Linked DNA regions of Hordeum vulgare: region 1 is linked to region 2. Evidence: chromatin contacts called from public HiChIP or PLAC-seq data. All regions are on one chromosome and are shown on one strand. The core of a region is the stretch at or near the end of the contact, and the rest is flanking DNA. Distances in the headings are between cores, read along the strand shown. Region 1 holds the start of LOC123402730 (MADS-box transcription factor 22-like). Region 2 holds the start of LOC123401000 (armadillo repeat-containing protein 6).

Region 1 (5,203 bases), core at 2,255-4,754, 180 kb after region 2:
GACTTGCAATGTTGTATGGCGCTGAGTGTTGGCCGACTAAAAGGCGACATGTGCAACAGTTAGGTGTGGCGAAGATGCGCGTGTTGAGATGGACGTGTGGCCAGACAAGGAAGGGCCGAATCCGGAATGATGATATACGAGGTAGAGTTGGGGTAGCACCAATTGAAGAGAAGCTTGTCCAACATCGTCTGAGATGGTTTGGGCATATTCAACGCAGGCCCCCAGAAGCCCCAGTGCATAGCGAACGACTAAAGCATGCGGATAATATCAAAAGAGGCCGGGGTAGACCGAACTTGACATGGGAAGAGTTCGTAAAGAGAGATTTGAAGGATTGGAGCATCACCAAAGAACTAGCCATGGACAGGGGTGCGTGGAAGCTTGCTATACATGTGCGAGAACAATGAGTTGGTCGCGAGATCTTATGGGTTTCACCTCTAGCCTACCCCAACATATTTGGGACTAAAGGCTTTGTTGTTGTTGTTGTTTGTATTTACAAATGGATAATCATTTCACAAACCAAGAAAAAAAACATGGATAATCCAAACAAAAGTTTTATTGTGCCCAAGGGTTCAACTTAATAGAGTGCTGACACCCATTAATAAAAGCAAGAGAATTATGAAGTATACCATTTTTACAGCTATCATGAACAATACTGGGCCTATCATTAGCTTATATGTGGCCTGTCACCCAACTCGAAAAAACTTGATAAGGGTATAGAAGAAACTGTTGTTTCAACTTTCAAGTATTCTTTATAGCTTCTTAAAGGGTACCAAGCATAGTTTTGCTTCAATGGTTTTAGATGGAAAAAATGCATTTATATAAAAGGTTTGTGGCAGGTTAGTCCTTGAATACAAGATATTTTATTTTGGGTCACATCCTTATGTTGCTCATGTAGATTCACAAGTATTAGGATGCTATAATCAAAGAACTTTAATTTGCTGGCTAACATCAATGAGGGTGAGAAGTGCTTATTACGTTCAAGTCAAGAGTAGGCTGGTCTGTTTTCCCCAGGTTCTTAGAATGCGTGCTGTACTTGTCGATGATCTCATTCATACTGTCCAAGGAAAGGCAATATCAGTACCACATGAAGCTGCAACTATCCAACAAAAAGGAAATGACTAAAATAAATGTGATACGGTGATGTTCAGAATTATACAGGGGCACCATGACATTAACTATAGTCACTTTGACAGTTCATTGTAACAATGACCGTGACAAAGAAAAAACAGCCCCTAACTAATACATTTCAACATATATAAGATGATGCTGTTAGTGCCATGGGCTACGACTAAACAAACAGAAGAGAAAGCTAAAGCATGTTTATTTCTTAAACGAAGAGAGACTCTCCTTAGCCAGATTGAAAGTAAGAATGGTTTTTGAATCCAAATAGCTTAGTGAGAAAGCATCGAAACTGAGTCTACATCATTTTCTCATTAACTTTGTATAGTTAGATGGTCTCAGCATTTATCATGTACCATTCAGTTCAGATTATTCTTTAATTGCTTAAACAAATACTAATTACTTGCTCAGGTTCCTACAAGTGACGAAAATATATTGCGCCGCGGAGGAAATTAATGCTGGACTCAAGTGTCCTTACATTTTGCTAGATCCTACTGTTTGCTGCTAATAAGAGTTCCAAGTCATAGTGATTTGCTTGTAATGCTATGTTAGACAAATGCGTGGTTATTGATAATTACTGAAGTTGGAATCCAAAAAAATTAGAACACCGGAGGACTCCTCAAAATGTTGCTATTGTTTAACCCGACAGTTACTGTTTAAAAAAGAAGTTGAGATCATACACACTAATTGTGTATGATCTCAACATCCTCAGCTAAACAAATGTGTATCCTTTGATTAGCTGAGGAATCTTTTCAATGCCAACATATACAGCACAACTAAGACTATTTCATCTTTAATAAATTCTTTCAGTACCATTCTTGAAAGAAAGAAAAAACTTCCAGTACAGTGACATCCGCATGTAAAGCCAGTACATAAGTTCAAGAAGCGTGATGCACCGTTCGAAGTTACATGAGAATCTCGTAAACAAACATAATGCACAAGATGCTACTGTGTTAGAATACTATGTAGCTAACTAGGACAAATTATCCCCGAACGGTCACGCTGAACTGCAGAGTATGGGACCTGAACAAAACAAGTGGAGGACATCAGCACAACAATCTATATATGGACCACAAATATATCGTTGCTTTCTCCCGTCGAGGAAGCTTCACACCCAAACTAAGAAGAAAGGAAAAGAGGCGACGAACAATGCGTGCAAGAGTACAAATAATATCTCATCAAACAACAGTAACCGATATCTACAGTACATACGAGTACAGATAAAAATAACAAGCTGCACAGAACACGAAGTCCACATTAGAAACCAGCGAGCGACGCAACGTAGGAGTAGCAGCACATAAAATCACAAGTCCGGCCGTACGCCATTAGCAGGCTCAACTTTGCCCCACCGGAGCACTCGAGGGGCATCCTCTTGGATGAGACCACAAGAACGGACGATGCATAAACATACGCAGCGAATAGAAACGGAAGCTGCGGCACTGGCAAAGGCCCGCATGCTCTTCAGTCTCAACACACCGCTCGATCGGGTAAAAAAAAGAAGCTCAACAGAAAAATCTGCAACCAGCTACAGGAGCATTATACTACTATCCTACAGTGAACAGACACAAAATCCCCATTTCGGCAACAAAAAAAAACGACAGCCGCAGACGTAACTAGAGGATCCGTTGCGGGCGGCGCTAATTAAGCAACGCGATCCGCCCCGCTAGCACGTCGCATGATGCATGCCGGGCGCGCGAGGCGCGGAGAAGCACACGGCACAGACATGCGGCCCGCGAGGAGGCGCAGCATGAACCCTAGGCGGGCCGGATCCTGCGCCCGGGAAGGCCGGAGGGGAAGAGAGAAGGGCAGATCTACGGACCGTCGCGAGACAAGACGAGACGAGAAGGAGCGGCGCGCAGCGGGAGGGACCAGGGACGTATATGTATGTACCTGGAGCTGGCGAACTGGGAGAGCTTGCCGGTGGAGGAGAAGACGATGAGCGCGACGTCGGCGTCGCAGAGGACGGAGAGCTCCTCGGCCTTCTTGAAGAGGCCCCGGCGGCGCTTGGAGAAGGTGACCTGCCGCGCCGCCGCGCTCTCTATCCGCTTTATCTCCCTCCGCTCCCGCGCCATCGCGTCTCCTCCGGTCCTCCCTCCTCCTAGGTCCCGGTCACCGACCGATCGATCTCCCCGCCCCCGCGCGCTCTCTCCCCCCGCCACCACCCACGCCGAGGTAGCGCGCGTCGCCCGGGCAGGCAGGCAGGCAGGCTGGCTGGGAGCACCGAGCGCGGCTCACTCGCCGATGCGGCGGGAGGGTTGCGGTCGCGGTCGCGATGGGGGATGCGAAAGGAGAGGAGGGGAGAGGAAAGGGGAGGGGGAGGTGGAGTGGAGGAGGCGACGCGGACGCGGGGGTCGGGGTCTCGAGACGGGGACCAGCGCTTCGCTTTGCTCCTATTGGCAAACGGGGGTGTGCTACTAATAAAAACCGGGCCGACCGCGGCCCGGGCCAGCCCACGCGAGGTTAAGCGCATATAAACAAAGCGCGATTATTCAACGAGGCACGGGGGTGGGGGCCGCCGGCCCAGTCATTGTTTATGCATGCGACACGCGACTGCGGCGCCGGAGCAGAGAGGGGGGAGTGGACGGCTGGCTGGCTGGCTAGGGGGGAGTAGAGTAGCTGGGCGGGGGCTGGGTGGGTTGATGGATGGGGGAAGGGGGGGAGGAAAGGGAGGGTGCCGGAAATGGAAAGGGTGGCGCGGCCGGACGAGAACAGTACTGGCTGTAGCAGGCGGCCGTGCCTGAAGGAAGGAAGGAAGGAAGGAATCGAGGGGGGAGGGAAGGCCGGAAAGGAAAGGGAAGCCAGAGCTAGGCTGCAGAGTAGAGCCGTAGGGGAGAATTGATTCCTTGCTGCATGGGCAGCACGCACGGGCACGGCCGCGTACTCCACTGCAGACCCCCGGATTCCCTGTTCCGGCAACCACTCTGTGGCTCGCTTGCCATGCCTTCCCTCCCCTCCCTCGTTTGTTTTCGCTTCAGTTTCCTGCGTGCGGGCTGGGCGGCACCCGCGGCCGCGTGGTGTCACTGCAGACGCCCGGATTCGCTGTTCCGGCCCCGGCCCCGTGCGCCGCGATGCTGGTTTGGCTTTCCCTGGTTTTGGGCTGGCTTCTCTCGTTTTCCGCTGGGTTTCTTGCTGTCTCGTCTTCACCTTGTGACCCGTCCTCCGTCTCCTCCTTTGCTCGGCTGTTTCCTGAAATTCAGATAGATTTGCTGGACTTTGTGAAGATTACTGGAATGGTAATTAAGGTGGAAACCTTTTTGTGATGGATATCTTTATATATTTTAGATGTGTAAAATGTACAAGATTGTGCGGTTTCATAAAGGCTAGCGAGATATCGTATCACCATATTATATCGTGATTGTTTTGACAAACTGTTGACATGTGAGATATCTTATTATTGTTTGCTAGTTGGTTATGTATTATCATCGTTGAATATGATGCTTAATTATTATCATGAATGTGGTTAAATATGATTTATGTTGAAAACTTAAACATTAGAAAAGCACTAGACGATGCCCCGCGCATTGCTGCGGAAAATTTATTAAACAATATATGAATAAATATTAGAAAACTAATGTTAATGCAAAAACCATTATAAAAATGTCTTGTTTAATTATCTAGAAAAAAATCATGCATGAGGGTATGTTTTGCACGAAGTGATTAATGAAAAAAGTAACTTTTGACTACATGCATGATTTGATGATGTAGCATTGTTACGTGAAAAGGAAAACTATGTATTAGGTTCTAGCTATTTAAAAATAGAAGATATGTATAATGACAAGAATAAAAGAGTTTTTTTTAATTTTCTTTATCATTTTCAGTTCTATCAACTGAATTGCTTAATGACGAGCAATGAGTTAAACTTGGGGAGTTGATAGGTCTTCAACGTATCTACTTTTACTCTAGTTTTGACCTCTAATTTGCATGATTTGAATAAAACTAACTCATACTGATGTTGTTTTCAGCACAACTACTTTAGCGTTATTTTCGTGCAGAAATAAAAGTTATCGGAATCAGATGAAACTTTTTGTGAATTATTTGTGGGATTTATAAGGAATTATGGAGCGAAGACCTGTCGGGGGAAGGT
Region 2 (4,910 bases), core at 1,724-4,223:
TCCTCTAAATTTAATTGTTATAACATGGAGTGTCAACATGCTTTTATGTTCCTTAGACCATGAGAGTATCGTAGTCACTTCTTTCCGTCTGATGAGCTTTGGGGTTGCTCAAACGTCATCTGTAACTAGGTGATTATGATGACAACTTACATGTTCGTTGGAAAGTTTGACAAGAGATTAGATAGCTCGAGACTGGGATTTTCTCCTCCGACGATGGATATATATTCGTTGGACCCTCTCGGTGTGATGACATACGTCATCGTGTGGCCAGACATAGATGACTATGTCACAGGGATGCCGAAACACATCAACGAGAAATAAGAACAAAACTAGTCACGAGTACAATGGTATAGTGAAGATGTGAATGACTCAAGAGGATAATGATGCATCTCGGGTTTTGTAAAGTATTGCGAAGCAAAGGTAATATCACATGATAACCAAAGTTTCACTCAAATACCATTCATGTACTCATAGGGATCGATATGGGCGTCCAAGGTTCCGCTATCGATCATTGAACGAAGGAGTTTCATTCATGTCTATGAGTTATCGAACCTACAGGGTCAAAATATTAAGTTAATCATGATCTTCTGGGTGTTAGTAGGATAGGAGTAATGAGAACATATTTTTGAACTTATTTCATTAATACTCAAAATAGTTTCGAGAGGATTCAGAAGCGTTTCGAGGTCACCAGAAGGGTTTCATAGGTTATCGAAAATAATATATAGGTGCAAAATGTTTTCGGTGATGTTAAATTATATATAAAAGGGTCTAATAATTATTAAAAGGATTTTATAAATAATTAAATATCGACGGGCCTTAAAAGGCCAAGAGGTGTAAGGCAACTTGGGCCACGAGGGCCCAAGTGAAGTGGGCCCCCCTCCCTTTTCCTTGTGGGGGGCGAATTAGAGTGGGGGAGAAGTCCAACTCCTCCTCCTTGCTCGGCACCCCAAGGATGGACTTTCCCCTCCTTGATGGCAGCCCCTCCACTGCCCTCTAATCTATGGCCATGTTTGGAACCACAATAGATTATGATAATCTGGATTATGAAGATAGATTATATAATCTGGTTTATAAAAATAATCTAGGTGGACATGTTTGGAGGCCAGATTATATAAAGTGTAATCCAGGTTTTACATTGCATAATGACTTGTGTGCCCTCTGTTTTTTTTTAAAAGAGGAGGGTGGTGGTGGTAGGAATGTAATTAACTCCAACTTTACAAGGGTAATGGGTCATTAGCAATCCATAATCTGATTTTAGCTGGGGTAGAGTAGATTATGAGTTTTTAATAATCTGACCATCTAGTTTTTATAATCTACACCATAATCTGTCCTATTTGGAGACAGATATTATAAAAACTGGATTATATAATCTGAGTGGTTCCAAACAGGGCCTATATATACTTGAGGCATTGGCTCTATTGTTTACACAAGTTCTGGAGTCTCCTCTAGTTCATCTAGTTCTAGTTTTAATTGGTCATAGTTGACTAACTAGAGCTAGACATAGTTCCTCTAATCCTCATAAGAAGTCTAGTGTGGTTCTAATCTCCTCACTCTAATTCTCTGGCGACGATAAGCTCTGGACGGCGAAGCGCTGCCGGACCATGAAGAACGTACGCTTGCAACCAAGTAGAGAGGTCGTGCTTTCGGTCGTCAGTTCGAGAGATCGTTTGTGGGCGGTTCGTGAGATCGTTCATCTACGGTTCAAGGAACTTCATCAACGATCTACACCGTCTCGTCTTCTTTCGCTTCAACTCGGAGTCGATAACAACCCGATCCCAACCGTTCATTGCATCTTCACAGTGTTCCTGATTGATTGTAGGACGGTTTTTTGTTTTGTTTTTTACTATGTTTCCTAACACTAAGTTCATTTCCAATGAGGACCCTCAAACCACCCCGCATGTGTATGTAACTCATGCATGGCGCACTAGACCCTCTTGGGTGTATTTTCCAACATCTCCGCTACCACTGGCCTATTTGACATGAGTTTACCTATAGCCCGAGGATCTATCCGCTTACTCCACGCTCCCTTCTTCCCTAACTTCACCCCTCCCCCCTTCTCCGCGACCGACGACGTCATTTTCTTCATCAGTTCTTCAACTACCTCCATCGCCATGGCATCCCACTGAAACTCTAAGATTCTCGACGGCTTTGCAGTGGGTATTACGACCGCGTGGTGGCGACCCAAGGGGGAGGTAGTGAGGTGGATTAGGTGTTGGATGATCTAGAGTTGGTGCCACCTCAAACTTGTGAACTGGGTTTGGGCAGAAGGTATGGGTTTTTTGGTGGATCGTGATGTTCTCGTCGCATCGATCTGGTTTTGAGTGATAGGTTAGTCAGAAGGATGAGCGCCGAGATCTGGACGAGGATCAACCTCGCTGACAAAAAAACATGAGTCGTCAAGGAAACCCTTCGCGCCAGGCCTCGAGTGACCTCAACTATTATTTTTATTATTGTTGTGATGATGTGCTAGGTGTGCGAGCGTCGATAGGTGGGCAAAATTAACAAATTTAACCCAAAAGCCAAAATATTTCACAAACTAAACTATGTTTGGAAAAAATTCACTCAGCTGACACTTTTGTGTGGCGCCGACAGTCGGGCGTCACACTACATTGTGTGACGCCTTTGTCTTAGGCGCCACACCGTGTAGTGTGGCGCCGATGCCTTAGGCGTCACACTAGGTCTCAGACGTCACACAACGTAGTATCGGGCGCCACACAGTGTAGTGTGACGCCTAAGACAAATGCGTCACACAAAAGGGTCAGGTGGGTGAAAAATATTCAAACATAGTTCAGTGTGTGCATTAGTTTGGTTTTTGGGTCAAAAAAATTCATTTTGCCTCGATAGGTGTGGGGTGTCTTGCCTTTGGACAATCTTAAGCGTTGAATTTCGTTTGGATGGCTGATACGTGGGCGCATGTTGCGGCGTGACCAGTTGCCCTGATATCTGTCCGAGGGGAGCGGAAACCCCACACCAAACCCTTCTTCTCCCCACTCTTCCATCTGTTCACTCCGCAGTCCGCACCGAAAAACAACAAGCGGGGCAGGAAATGGCGATCGCGATCTCGCAGGAGGCCTTTGACGACATGGTCCGGGAGAACATGGAAGACCTGGGAATGGACCCCGAAGAGGCCCTCGCCGACGCCGTAGACGCCCTCACCCTCCAGGGCGCCAACCTCTCCGGTACTCACGAACTCCTCCCCATCCTCTCCAGGGCTTCAGATCTCCTATCTCTCTTGCACGCGGTGAACTGAGCCTCTCACCGCATCCTGCAGGGATCATCAGACGCGTGCCTGGGGACGCCTCAGCGGAGGAGGTGAACCCGGTGATGCGGGTGCTGGACGAGCTGAAGGCCTCCTCCAGCGGCAGGTCGGGGGAGGATCTTGATAGGCTGGCCCCTTTGCTCGACGAGTTGCTCGAGCTGTGCTCCGGCGAGGGGGCGGAGAATGCGGCCGTGGCGGCGCGGAACGGCGGCGTGGAGGCGCTCGTCGCCCTGTGCTCGTCGGCTGGGGTTAAGCAGGAGAGGCTGCTTGCTTCGGGCTTGAAGGCGCTGAGCTCCCTGATCCGTGGTATGTTGCTGCCTCCGCGAATGTTCTTTGATAGGAGGATGTTCTATTGACTTTGCGTTCCAGACTCCAGAGGATAGATGTGAGGGTTTTAATTTTCTCCATATGATCTAGCCATCTACCAGAACAGCATTCTCTTTTCGTTGTCTGACATTTGGGGATGAACTAATCTGTAGATGTGGGGAGTACTGAGAAATTCAGGCAAAGCCAAGGGCCCAAAATTGTCATGGATATCTTGAATGGAGCATTGGAAAATACAGATGTACTGGATGGTGGTTTTGGTGTCGTGGCAATGGCATCTGCTGGCAATGAAGTTGTGAAAGATGCCTTCATGGACTTGAAGGTCGATGAACTCATTCTGGAGGTTATGAGGAACAAATCGAATAGTAAAGTGCAAAGCGTGTATGATGCCATACGTGTTCTTCTGACACCTGATGATAACCGAGTGGTGGCTTCTCAAGTATGTCCTATGTGCTTGTAGAATTATGTCAATACTTACCCTAATTTTACATTAACAAGTGCATCATTTTGGTTTGCACATTTGTTACTCGGTTTGAATTTGATACTCATGAAATTAGTTTACCGGAGATAAATCCATATGGGGAAATTTGATTGAGTTATAATAAAGTGTTGTCTGTATGAGATGCATAGTAGGCTAAATTAGGTGTTAAAATATAAATTTGGTAGCTTTATTTTAACTGCAATCCAGCATGATGTATAAATAGTGGTGGACGTCTCAATGTAGTTAGATTTCGTATCCACAACAACAACAACAAAGCCTTTAGTCCCAAACAAGTTGGGGTAGGCTAGAGGTGAAACTCATAAGATCGTATCCGTAGGAAAATATTGACATGAACTTTTGGTGATGGTTAGATACTAGACAGAATGTTCACAAAAAATAATAGTAGCTAACTTGGTATCACATGGTTTCATATTTTGAACATTCTGGTTTCTCAATGTCATCAGCACATGTACATCTTGCATTCTTGCTTGCAAGTTGACACTGCAATTTACTTATATATCACCCGATGCATCCCGATGCATTTGATTTTAATATGTTCAGTTTATGACTTCATTATAAACTCATGTACCTTAATAATTTGTCTGTTAAGGAATTAGGCCTTCTTGTATGAATGAAGTTTGGATCCAAAGAGATGAGATTGACAGACTTGTGATGCAGGTATATGGATATTCACGGAAATTTGCAGAAATTGGCGTCGCAGAAGTTCTTGTCATCGCACTCCGCAAGCAAGTTGCTCCATCCAGCTTACCATCAGCTTGTGCTGCTTTGAAAGCAATTGCTGTTAATGTAAGAATAAACTATGATATATGCGTATCCCATATATGA

What was found. HiChIP or PLAC-seq counts read pairs in DNA pulled down with a chosen protein or histone mark.
Region 1: a contact with region 2 is called in an H3K4me3 HiChIP or PLAC-seq map of embryo, with 3 times the contacts expected there. The contact joins the promoter of LOC123402730 here to the promoter of LOC123401000 in region 2. A contact is called at or near these places in 2 of 6 Hi-C or Micro-C datasets (leaf and seedling) and 1 of 1 datasets of contacts at active chromatin or transcription factors (embryo).

The regions. Positions count from the first base shown.
Region 1 is chr6H:512,738,037-512,743,239 of MorexV3_pseudomolecules_assembly, forward strand. LOC123402730 (MADS-box transcription factor 22-like) reads right to left here and starts at 3,505. Exons shown (of 8, transcript XM_045096683.1): 1 at 3,010-3,505; 2 at 976-1,054. The coding sequence starts at 3,191.
Region 2 is chr6H:512,558,124-512,563,033 of MorexV3_pseudomolecules_assembly, forward strand. It overlaps LOC123401000 (armadillo repeat-containing protein 6), which reads left to right and starts at 2,974. Exons shown (of 8, transcript XM_045094716.1): 1 at 2,974-3,179; 2 at 3,272-3,565; 3 at 3,739-4,022; 4 at 4,743-4,871. The coding sequence starts at 3,047.